Regions from separate parts of the Sus scrofa genome. Here region 1 is linked to region 2. A link is a contact called in public Hi-C data. All regions are on one chromosome and are shown on one strand. The core of a region is the stretch at or near the end of the contact, and the rest is flanking DNA. Distances in the headings are between cores, read along the strand shown. Region 1 holds the start of PSMD4 (proteasome 26S subunit, non-ATPase 4). Region 2 holds the start of RFX5 (DNA-binding protein RFX5).

The links. Hi-C and Micro-C count contacts between places; a contact is called where the count stands out from the background.
Region 1: a Hi-C map of embryonic fibroblasts shows a contact between it and region 2, with 2.5 times the contacts expected there. A contact is called at or near these places in 4 of 47 Hi-C or Micro-C datasets (embryonic fibroblasts, heart right ventricle, liver and 1 more) and 1 of 2 datasets of targeted methods (alveolar macrophages).

The regions. Positions count from the first base shown.
Region 1 is chr4:98,003,224-98,006,519 of Sscrofa11.1, forward strand. PSMD4 (proteasome 26S subunit, non-ATPase 4) reads right to left here and starts at 1,421. Exons shown (of 10, transcript NM_001044535.1): 1 at 1,380-1,421. The coding sequence starts at 1,405.
Region 2 is chr4:97,901,127-97,904,166 of Sscrofa11.1, forward strand. RFX5 (DNA-binding protein RFX5) reads left to right here and starts at 1,344. Exons shown (of 10, transcript XM_005663455.2): 1 at 1,344-1,438; 2 at 2,254-2,382; 3 at 2,632-2,665. The coding sequence starts at 2,267.

The sequences.
Region 1 (3,296 bases), core at 171-2,670, 100 kb after region 2:
CACAGCAACACTAGATCCTTAACCCACTGAGCAAGGAGAGGGATCAAATCTGCATCCTCATGGATGCTAGTCAGATTTGTTTCCACTGAGCCATGATCGACAGCAGAGTCCCAGTTAAATTTGAATTTCAGGAGTTTCCTCTGTGGCTCAGCAGTTAATGAACCCGACTAGCATCCATGAGGACTTGGGTAGCATCCTGGCCACCCACAGTGGGTTAAGGATCTGTCACTGCCATGAGCTGTGGCGTAGGTCGAAGACGCAGCTTGGATACTGCAGTGCTGCAGCTCTGGCAGAGGCCAGGGTTACAGCTCCTACTGGACCCCTAGCCTGGGAACCTCCATATGCCGAGGGGAGGCCCTAAGAAGACAAAAGACAATAAAATAAAAAAATAAAAATAAATTTGAATTTCAGATAAACAATAACTTTTTAGTATAAGTATGTTCCACATAATATTTGAGATATACTTATATCCATTTTTAACATCAAAACATATTGCTTATTTGAAATTCAAATTTAAATGGGCAGCTTATATGCAATCTAGCAATGCTAACCTCCTGGCAGAGATACTCTTGGGTGTCTGTCCATCCAACTGGCTATTTGTTTGTGTTTGCGTACTAGTCTGTGTTTATTCTATGCTCACACTTAGAAGAAACTCCTGAAACCCTGCAAAAGTTTGTGTTCTCAGCTTCTAATCCGACTCCTAATAGCTACTCAGCCAAGTATGAGACTGATGAAGAGAGCTAGCTCACTGGATAAGAGCCCTTGTGTCAGATAATTCTGGGTTTAAATTTTAGCTCCACTACTTAATTAGCTGTGTGACTTTGTGTAAGTCATTTTAAAATTGACGAGACTCCGTATCCTCATCTGTAAAAGGGAGGGACTTTAAGTATAGTGAGGTTTAAGTGAAATAAAGTAAGTTAAACGCCTGACATTTAGAAAGCAACCTGTAAGCTGTACCTTTGAAGATGATACAGAGAAAGGCAATAGAGTTAGACACGAGTAAATGGGGACGGGGAAGGGATTTATCATCTCTTCCTAACATCCATCATTTAGAAGAGGAGGGCAGAAGACCATCAGGATGAGTCTGAGAGTCGAACTCTAGCTAAAGACGCTGGAATAGAGAAAGGCAGCAAGAATCGGCCGGTCAATGGCTGTACGCGGGCTGAGGATTAAAGGGGGACACCCGGGGCCTGTTCTCCGGGAACTAACTCCGGGGCCCGGGGATGACTCAGGGAGTCGATGCACCGCCTTCCTTCCCGGCCCGGGGCCTCAACTCGCCCATAAGGCCCCGTCCCCACCCCAGGCCTGCCCGGCCTCCGAGCTACACGCGCCCCCGACCCAGTCCCGCTGCCCCACAGGGGCCCGAAGTAGTTCCTCACCAAACCATAGTGCTTTCTAACACCATCTTGCCAGCTTTCTCCCTCCCCGACCGGTTCTCCTGGACCACCTAACAACAACTCCTCCAATTGGCCCAGCGTTCATCACCAATCATAGGTCTCTGATCGACCAACTGGTTCCGCCTCCATCCTCCGCGATGCGTTCTGGGAATTGTAGGCGCCGCCAAAATAAAAGGGATTGCAGTTTCCTTGTGGCTGAAGGGGTTAAGGATTCTTCCTCGTCACTGCAGCGGCTTGGGTGGCTGCTGTGGCGCTGGTTACATCCCTGGCCCTGGAAATCCACATGCAGCCGGCGTGGCAAAAAAGAAAAAAGACAAGTGCTATGGTTATGTCTGTTCCAGCATCATCTTTTAAAAATAATGGTGGGATGACTAGTGACTTTTCAGCTCCCCCTGTTCCCCATGGCACTTTGTTCGTCTAACTGCTAAACCCTTTTACCCCTGAATTGCATTTGTTTGTGTATCTAACGCTCCCTTTTCATTAAGAGCAGGAAAGTTGTCTTTTTTTTTTTTTTTTTTCCATTATAGCTGGTTTACATTGTTCTGTCAATTTTCCGATGTAGAGCAAGGTGACCCGTTATAGCACAATTTTGAAGCCAGGTGATGGGTACATGGGGAACTCATTATACTTTTCATTCTTCTTTTGCATACATTTTTTTTTTTTTTTTTGTCTTTTTTTGCTATTTCTTTGGGCCGCTCCCGCGGCATATGGAGGTTCCCAGGCTAGGGGTCGAATCGGAGCTGTGGCCACCGGCCTACGCCAGAGCCACAGCAACGCGGGATCCGAGCCGCGTCTGCGACCTACACAACAGCTCACAGCAACGCCGGATCCTTAACCCACTGAGCAAGGGCAGGGACCGAACCCGCAACCTCATGGTTCCTAGTCGGATTCGTTAACCACTGCGCCACGGCGGGAACTCCAGGAAAGTTGTCTTAATCACTTCTATCCCTGAGCCCACTACATAGCCTAACACATGGTAGGAATGCAGAAAAGTTTTTACAAATCAATAATTTTAACTAATCTCCCAAAGAATGGGAGATAACTTAGTCAACCATATTGGATTTTAATCAAAAATTCCATTTAAGGAGTTCCCGCTCTGGCGCAATGGGTTACGAATCCCATGCAGAGTTGCAGGTGGCTATGGAGGTGAGGAATCCATCCCCATCCCCTGGCTGCAGTGGGTTAAAAGATGCTGCATTACCCCCTGTAGCTTAGGTTGCAACTGCAGCGCAATTCAAATCCCTGGTGCAGGAAGTTCGGTATGCCTTGAGTGGCATCACTTAAAAAAAAAAATTTTTTTTTTTTTTTAAATGCTAGGAGTTCTTTTGTGTCCCAGTGGGTTAAGGATGAATCCGTTATTGGAGTTCCTTTTGTGGACCAGCGGAAACGAATCTGACTAGGAACCATGAGGTTGTGGGTTCGATTCCTGGCCTCCCTCAGTGGGTTAAGGATCCCGCCTTGACATTAGCTGTGGTGTACTCAGACCTGATGTTACTGTGGCGTATGCCGGCAGCTGTAACCCTAACCTGGGAACCTCCATATGCCGCGAGCGAGGCCCTAAAAAGAAAAAAAGAATGCAGCGTTATCAGTGCAGCGGCTTGTGTTGCTGCTGTTGTGAGGGTTAGATCCCTGGCCCGGGAACTTCCACATGCCTCCAACGGGGCCAAAAATAATAACCATTATTATAGTAATAAATAAAAATAAAAATGCTTGGAATTCTTGTCGTGGCTCAGTGGTTAACGAATCCGACTAGGAACCATGAGGTTGCCAGTTCGATCACTGGCCTTGCTCAGTGAGTTGAGGAGCCGGCATTGCCATGAGCTGCAGTGTCGGTCGCAGACTTGGCTCAGATCCCACGTTGCTGTGGCTGTGGTGTAGGCCGGTGGCTGTAGCTCCGAT
Region 2 (3,040 bases), core at 94-2,593:
CTTTCTGCTGTGCCACAATGGGAGCTCCCCAAATGAGGTCTTTAATATTTGGTATGGTGTCTGGCACACAGTATCCACCAAATACATTTTAGCTGTTACTAGAAAACCTTCTTTCCAGTATATCCTCATTCCCGCAACTCTGCAATCATTCCCCCAACTCTGCAATCAATCCCCTGGGTTCCCTCCAGGAAGCTGGTAGTAGGGAAATGGAGGCTCCAATGGGCCATGGTAATGAGATCAGGCAACATTGCCAGCCTCTTTACAAAAGCACAGTGATGATGAGACTGGAGAATGTATAAGTCAGGATCACAAATATGGCTTTGTGTGTAACATAGCTGCTGTGCAAAAAAAAAAAAAAAAAAAAAAAAAAAATACTGTCCATTCACAGCGTGGCTAACCTGGAGTCCCCGTGACTTCTGACCTTAGATGCACCACTCGGTCTGTACCTGCATTTTTCATGCCAGAGAGTCCCTTGAATTTATTTGACTCTTGGCCTTAAAAAGCCTTAACTAAGAGGGTTAAGAACTCATGACCTTTCAGTAACAATGTTCTCTGAAGAGAAAAAGGTCAGTTCCTGTGGGCATCCAGCACCCTCTGGGGGAGTCAGTCAAAATTCCAGTGTTCACTGAGTGCAGAACTGTGGGGATGCAAAGGCATTAACAACTCTTTGGAAGAAAATAAAGTACACACGGGAAACTTATGAACACTAAAGGCACTTTAGTTTAATGTGGTACAGCTGCTGAGGTTTGGAGGCCTCCATCAATGAGTAATGTGAGCCTGTGTTTGCAGGTTTGTTGTGTCTATTTGGTTGTGTTGGGTGGTGGGGGCAATGGTTCAACTTGTTTTTCATCAGAAGTGGGTAATGTGAGCTCATATCGAACTTCCATCACTACTTCCTATAATTTTCTAGTGATTTTATCATCCATTGAGTCTTTTCTTCCAGTAGCTGCGATCACCGAAAGCAAAACTGAAAGACGGCACGAGAAAAGAAAGCTCCAAAAGAAGCCGAGCGCCCAGTCTTTCGTCCTGCGGTCCCTTTAAGAGAAGAACCTCTTGGGACCGGCAGTCCCAACCGACCCCAGTTTTAACCGAAACCTAACCCGGACTTCCCCCTCTTGACTCAAATAAGACCAACTTTGGATTTTCCCTCCCCTATTGACCAATCGGATTCTGTTACCAGGCAGACTTTAGCTGCCGCCGGTACGAGACCGGCGCCTACTGTCTCCGGGTGGCAGCAACGACCAATGATAGAGCGGGCAGTACGAGTATCTAGGCAGATCGGGGCTGTTCCAGCCATTCAGAAAAAAGAAAATAAAGCAACGCACGAGCCCGCTGGGCCAGGACCGTGGGGCTGGGCTGAAGTGAAGGTGGCTACGAGGTAGTTTCTCTTTCTCCCTTACCTTTAATGTTGCTTGTGTTGGAAGGCGACTGTTGAAAGGTAGGGAGGGGGCAATATGAGTTGGGAGGAGCGCAGAAAAATATTTTGGCTGTATTTTCAACGGCTTCTTCACCCATGTGCACGTGCCCCGAGTCTGGGACCCCATTCTCCCTACCGGGTTCATACGCCCAGCCCAGGAGTTCCGCAGCCCTGAACTCCCCCTCCCCCCCACTTTGCTGCAACGAGGGATTGAATAGAGGGGGAAGGGAGGGAAGTGGGGGCGCGCATCAGGATGGGATGTTGAGGGAGGTGACGTAGGGGCCTGCGACGTGGGGAGGGGGAGCTGCGGGGGAAGCCGTGGCGAGATTAAATAATGAGAACTTGGGCCCAGTTTTTTCCAAGCCTGGAAGGCAGAATATGTTCGTATCCTTTCTAACCTCCCAGGCCGATTCAGTGATGCGGACTATATTAGAGAATTAAAGAACTTTGTCTTGTGGTGGTTGTTTTTGAGGGGAAGGAAGGATGGCAGTAGCGGGGTCAGAAGCAGAAAGGAAAATTTCTAACGTGATTCCCAAACCCCCATCTCTTCCTTTACGGTTTTCCACTTTTAGCAGACTGCAGAAAGGTGGGGCAGATAGAATGGAGATGGCAAAGATCTCTTGGGGTATAGATGGGCCTGGAGAAGTACTGGAAGAATTTATAACGTTTGGAAAAGATAAGTGGTGGGGAAGAAAAAAAGACCACTGGAGCAATTCTGAGGCTTTTTTTTTTTCTGCTTGTCTCTCTTTCTGGGTAGAGAGGAGAGGAGTGGTCCTGGGGCCTCCATGAGGGGAAAGGAAGTTAAATCTTCATGTCCTGTCTTCTCTCACCTCTAGCCCTCATGCCAGGATGGCAGAAGATGAACCTGATGCTAAAAGCCCAAAGACAGGGGGAAGGGCCCCCTCAGGTAGTGCCGAGGCAGGGGAACCCACCACCCTTCTTCAGAGGCTCCGAGGTACCATTTCGTAAGTACTCATCACCATCTCCAAACCTCATTCCAGACCTGGGTATCCACCCCTGTAAGCACTTACTGTCTCTCTCGACAATCTGCCATTCCCCAAGCAAGTGTATCCCATCAGGGGAGCGTCTTCATCATCATAGCAGTTCTTGAGCACCTGCTGGTTTTTTCAGCCCTCTTCCTCTCCCTGGCAGAAAGACCCAGGGATGGGGAAAATTTTTGTGTATGACCTCCAGCTTTCTCTTCTTCTCCACAGCAAGGCCGTGCAGAACAAAGTAGAGGGAATCCTGGTGAGTATTTGGGGGAAGAGGGCAATAGAGAGATGCAGTTGGTGGAGAATGATAGTGAGGCTATCGGTAGGAAAGTTCTCTGTGAGAGAGGTATGTTGTCTGCCCTGTCAGAAGTAACTGGCTTTGCAAGTTGCCATCACTTTCCCCTTGAGCGTCTGTGTGACCTCTTGTGTAAAAGCCGCATAGAAATAAAATCAGAGCTGACCCCCTCCACTCCCCCTCTCATCCTAGTGGCCCATAAGGGCTCCTCAGGGCATAGTGAGCACCCAGCCTCAAATCATTTCTGAGGTCTTTTTCCCATGTGACAGTTACTAAGTCAGCTAGAGTTTTGGGTAAGGGTCAGAGGGTCCTACCTTGGGTCCTTCTCGGCCTTAT